Linked DNA regions of Ovis aries: region 2 is linked to region 1. Evidence: chromatin contacts called from public Hi-C data. All regions are on one chromosome and are shown on one strand. The core of a region is the stretch at or near the end of the contact, and the rest is flanking DNA. Distances in the headings are between cores, read along the strand shown. Region 1 overlaps LOC132658421 (a long non-coding RNA gene). Region 2 overlaps ATE1 (arginyltransferase 1).

Region 1 (2,700 bases), core at 179-2,678:
GACTAACACTTTCACATAGTATAACCCAGTATCACACAGATTGACATAAAATATTCAGAAGTCTCTAGAGCAAACTCTTGTCAGTGGTCATGTCTACATAGTGGGATTGTCTGTGGTTTAAGACATTTACTGTATTATCTATTTTAAAAACATTTTTAAGAATAAAATGTTGTCTCATAATAAAAGTCAAGTTTAAATTCTCATAGTAAAAAGACTCAGCCCACCAACCCTCAACCTCCGTGAGGTCTTTTCTCTGGGTTCCCCTTGCAGCTCCCATAGGAAGAGGGCATCCCTTCCCCTCCCATAGCCCTCAGGACCACCTTCTTCATAAGACATATCGTCACCCTGTTTTATAATCCTCTCCCCAGGCTGTGCCCTCCTGACTATCAGGACACCCAGAAGGTCCTCTTCAGGAAGCTCGTTATCATTATGACTAATTAATTTCAGTGGAATTCATTTTTCTGTGTAATTTTTGGCCTCCCGTCTGTCTTTCCCACTGGACTGTATCAGTAAGGGTAGAGACCAAAGGCTGAACAACCAGCACAGTCTGCAGAATTCATAGCTGGCACTTGATAAACAGTTGTTGTGTAAGTGAAGGGGTGAATATATAGACGAATGAATTCAAATCGGGACTGTCTTGGCAAGTCCAAAGACTTTCCCCTGATGCTGCCGATCATCACATGCTTCCCTCCAGACTTCAGAAATCCTGCTCGATAGCAGAAGCTCTCTGTCACTCACTGGAGGGACACACGCATCACCCAGATCAGAGAAAACTTTCTATGTGTCCCCAAGGAGTCTCAGCAAAAGCCTGAACGAAACCCACCTGTGTGCTACGAGAATCCACATTCTCACAGCACTGAACTTAAGGATGAAATAAAAACCAAGCAGTTGAACTTCTGCATTTTCATGTATCATTTTAATTTTAAAGATGTGTGTGTGTGTGTGTGTGTGTGTGTGTGTGTGTGTGTGTGCTTAGTCACTCAATTGTGTCTGACTCTTTGCTACCCCAAGGACTGTAGCCCGCCAGGCTCCTCTGATGCACAATATGATTTTTGTTTTAAAAGTCTATTCCTCCTCTGAAATTCCAGGTCCAGAGCCATAGCAAAGGTTCTCATCTGGAGTATGCATGAGAATCACGTGGAGGGTTTATAAAGATGCTGAAAGCTGAGCGGCAGCCACCTGTTTCAGTCAGGTCTGGAATGAGGCCTGAGAAGCTGCCCTTCTGGAGGCTGGTCCAGGCTCCAGAAGGGGCCATGGGGCAGAGGACCCTCTGCCCTGCTGAGCTGGTGTGTGGCCTAAAGGAAGACGCTGTCCATTCTGAGCCTCAGGTCTCCTGCAAGTGAAAAGAGAAGTCTTTAGAAAGGGCTCCTGGGATCCACGCCTGCTGACTGCATCGGCATGGCCCAGCCTGCTCTGGGCAGCAGAGGGCAGCAGAGACCAGGAAACCGAGAAGAGTGGGGCAGCTGGATGAGCCCATTGAACAGTGTGTGGGCACTGAGTCTTCTGTTTGAACATCTGTTCCCTGGTGGCTCAGACAATAAAGCATCTGCCCGCAACATGGGAGACACAGGTTTGATCCCTGGGTTGGGAAGATCCCCTGGAGAAGGAAATGGCAACCCACTCCAGTACTCTTGCCTGGAAAATCCTATGGGTAGAGGAGCCCGATAGGTTACAGTCCAATGGGTCGCAAAGAGTCTGACAAGACTAAGTGGCTTCATTTCCTCTGGCAACTCAGTGCTCCAAAAACCACTAGACCAAACGACAAAAAACTTTCTAATCCATTTGCCCTCTCTTGTGACTAGGAGAGGTGAATTGATTCCTTTTGTGGAAGGTTTTTTTTTTTTTCGGAAATCACCTTTATATAGCCCTGGGAAACTGAGGCCTGCAGAGGGGGAAAAAAAGCCCACGGTCACACGTCGGTGGCAGGTCAGAATAATACACAGGCCATTCACTGCCTCCTGTTCTAACTTTTGCACACCCTCCTGAAGGAGAATCAGGCCAGGTGGGGCTCTGCGGGCCTCCAGACGGGGTGTACGACAGACATGAGTGGTTTCTTAAGTCAGGCCCCATGAGTCTGGAGCCCCCTCCATGTGCAGCTGGAAAAGGGGGTTCCCTACAAGGATCTGACCCCAGGGCCCCCAAACATCTATTCAGAGACAGCAGGCAAGCCCCCTGCTGGGCTTTAAACAGAGAACTCCTGTCCCCTTCCCCACGAAGGGCTCACACTTCTGAGCCACTTGATGGAGGAAGGGGAACGGGGGCGAAAGACACAGCTTCCCAAGACCCTCCCCCGAGGCCCTGTTCATCAGATCTGGGGGCGGCCCTGGGACCTCATGCTAAACCCAGGCTGGCCCTCACCTGGAGGATCAGGGTGCAGAGGCTCATTCAGGGAAGATGCAAGAAAAGGGGCACAGACTCAGCTGTCTGTCCCCAGGAGGAGGATTCCTTGGTTCTGGTAAATTCCTCCAAGACTTCCTGACATTTTGGAGGCCAGGAGAAGAGTAAATGTGGAGGCCCCCTGCCATGTGTCGATTGCCATTCCTAATCAAGATAGTAAGTTGTGAGATAACATGTGTTATTTTTCTACCTTGATAAACATCTTCCGCCAGGTTTGAATTTACGAAGCACAGGAGTGGGCTGTCAGGACACAGTGGTGCGGGGAGCCAGGCTGTAGCCCACGCCTTGGAGGTCCACCCCCAG
Region 2 (2,700 bases), core at 59-2,558, 890 kb after region 1:
CTCAGCGTTCTGGGACAGAAGGCAGGGAAGAACACGACACATTTGGAAAAGACTCATTTCAAATGGTCAGAATACATAAAATCTTAACAATGAAAATGTTTCAATTGTCTGGAAATTTTGCTTTATGTTGAACAGTTCATTCACTGGTGTCAGTTATTTGAGGTTAATTATTTCGGCCCACTTTTATGCTTTCACATGGCAACACCATGGTCTAGTGCAAAAAGCTCTTAAATTTGGAGACACTGCTCTGCCACTCACCACCTGTGTTACCCTAGACAAATTAATTCTCTAAGTAAGAGGAGTGAATCCATACCCTACCCATACCCTCTACACAATCATGAAGGTCCTATCTCTAATGCTTTATGATGCTACGATTTTATGATCTGAGACAAGTTTTGGAAATTCTTGACCTAAAGAAAGAACTTTTAGGAAAAAATGTTCCCACTGCTGGTTTAACTCTACCCCTATGCATCTTCCTCAGAATTAACAGTATGACATGGGGATAGAACCATGGCCTCTGCTCTAATTTAAGTAAATGATTTTACAACCTTGATGATTTAACTATTATTAATAAAAAATGTCATGCAGCACACCTCGAGAGAGATTATGACACAAAACTGTCCTGACTTAGGGGCTGCTCACAGGGGCCGCCTTCTGTCCCAGAACGCCGAGCAAGACTTGTGACAGTGGCCCTCCTGGCCGCAGGCGTGCTCTGCCCTCACAGCACTGCTGCGTACCACATGCCCTCACGCTGCCTTTTCTTCCCCTAAAGTTACTCTCTGTGGCTTTTTTGACTAAATTGTACAAATGTTGCCCTCTACTTCAAGCCCTCTACTTTACTCAAAAAGTAGCCTGAAAAAATATCTTAAGATTTCAAAATGCTCACCCTTTGCCATCACTCAAATTCTATTGATTATGACAGTTAGGTATTTATAAAATAGTATATACCTATCCTATACAAAATTGTCTGGTTCCTCTGCATAATTGAAGGAAAATGTCAGTACAATACACTGAATAAGTTTCTAAACATAGGCTGTTATTATTTTCATATACATAGAGTAAGGCTATTAAGAAGGGAAAACAAATCTGAAAGCTCCTCTCTAGGTTAAGTGCTGGAAAATACTTACATCTTTAACAAGCAAAGAATCATTTGTAATTATCATGTTCAATGCCTCAATGCAAAGTCAGTCTTATAAATGGCAGAAGAAAAACATCCATACTTCTTAGGCTGTAAAGACACACCCCATAGGGACCGAGCCTGATGTTCAGAGCAAACCTGTTCTGTATCTAGAGCACCACCTGGCGGCTGGAGTGAGACAACAGTCTGGTGCTCTCAACACACTACTGCTTCCTCTTAGTTCTCCAGGGGTCAGAAGAGACCCATGGCAACCTTCTATTTACCACGCTTACCGTCTTATCCTTCAGGCCTGACTCTAACACAACTTTCCCCAAAATAAATATCCCTCAGAAGCAGAGGTCTCCTGATGTGTGAGTCTCTCACAGTAAGTTCTCTGAACTAATTTTAGAAAACAGTGCTTTCTGAGAAAGCAGGATAGCATGAAATTACCTCAATCACTGTAACTTTTAAAGTTATGTAAGACTGCCTGATGGAATAAGCAGGAAAAAAAAGTATTTATAGATAAAAGAGCATAATTTCAGGGACAACAAACAAAAGGTGGCAAGCGGAAACAAGGCTAAGTGCTGACAGTGTTGAAGCTGGGCAATGGGCATACGGAGTTCACTGCACTATTATCTCTACAAACGCCTGAAATTTTCCATTTTAAGGTTCTTTATAATATTAAGGTAAAAATACATAATTCAGATTTATTAATCCTAGTGATGTCTCTCAAATAATATGTGAACTTCTTTCCAAAACGGCTTCTTAATCTAAAACTACTGTAAAAAACAAAGTTTGTTCATCTTTTTCTTTTTAAAAAGCCTGTTTAAAGATTTTACAATAAATGGTAAGTGACACCGTTGATGTCATGACTACCTACAAACAAACAGAGAGTAACTGTCTGGTGTTATTCAATTGTGTGCTTGTGGCCTAGGAAAACATTTCCACTATCTTCATCCATAGATTCAAAGAGCGCTGTGTTTCAAACAATCTAAAGAGAAACAAAGATGATGGGCTCTGTGACCTATGCCAGAAAAGTGACTTTACTGTTGACAAAGACATCGAGCAGGGGATAAACCACTTTCATCTCCCACCATCGTATTCTCTTGTTGCCAGCTTGTGAATGTGTGACACAAAAAAAGGGAAAATGAAAACATGGAACAGAGTGACCACGAAGCCTGATAACCTCCTCTGTTTAATTAGATAGAGAACAGCGTGCTTATAGGAGGGAGTTCTCTGTAGTACAGACCTGTGAAAGTGAAAAGCTAAGTCGCTCAGTCCTGTCTGACTCTGCGACCCCGTGGACTTATACAGTCCACGGAATTCTCCAAGCCAGAATACTGGAGTGGGTAGCCATTCCCTTCTCCAGGGGATCTTCCCAACCCAGGGATCGAACCCAGGTCTCCCGCATTGCAGGTGGATTCTTTACCAGCTGAGCCACAAGGGAAGCCCAGTATAGACCTGTAACAGGGACTTATTAAAAGGAGGCAGGTGTCCACTGCAGATAACAAAGCCACAGAACAAGCAGTTCAAGAAAGATCCTTGTGAACAATCCTTGTGAAGAATAAAGTCAGAGAAGTCAC

What was found. A called contact is a pair of places that touch in the nucleus more often than the background predicts.
Region 2: a contact with region 1 is called in a Hi-C map of hypothalamus, with 9 times the contacts expected there. The contact joins two enhancer-like sites. A contact is called at or near these places in 10 of 16 Hi-C or Micro-C datasets (blood, hypothalamus, liver and 5 more).

What each region holds. Positions count from the first base shown.
Region 1 is chr22:40,439,488-40,442,187 of ARS-UI_Ramb_v3.0, forward strand. LOC132658421 (a long non-coding RNA gene) reads right to left here. Exons shown (of 2, transcript XR_009598053.1): 1 at 2,359-2,700; 2 at 898-1,333. Among named protein-coding and RNA genes, the nearest start is that of WDR11, 74 kb to the left of the region's middle. Within about 2 kb of position 1,429, at least 4 of the 54 cell types and tissues checked have an H3K27ac peak or open chromatin away from gene starts, as enhancers often do. A contact at or near this core is called in hypothalamus, where this site is marked.
Region 2 is chr22:41,331,008-41,333,707 of ARS-UI_Ramb_v3.0, forward strand. The region is part of intron 7 of ATE1 (arginyltransferase 1); the gene reads right to left. Among named protein-coding and RNA genes, the nearest start is that of ATE1, 28 kb to the right of the region's middle. Within about 2 kb of position 1,309, at least 6 of the 54 cell types and tissues checked have an H3K27ac peak or open chromatin away from gene starts, as enhancers often do. A contact at or near this core is called in hypothalamus, where this site is marked.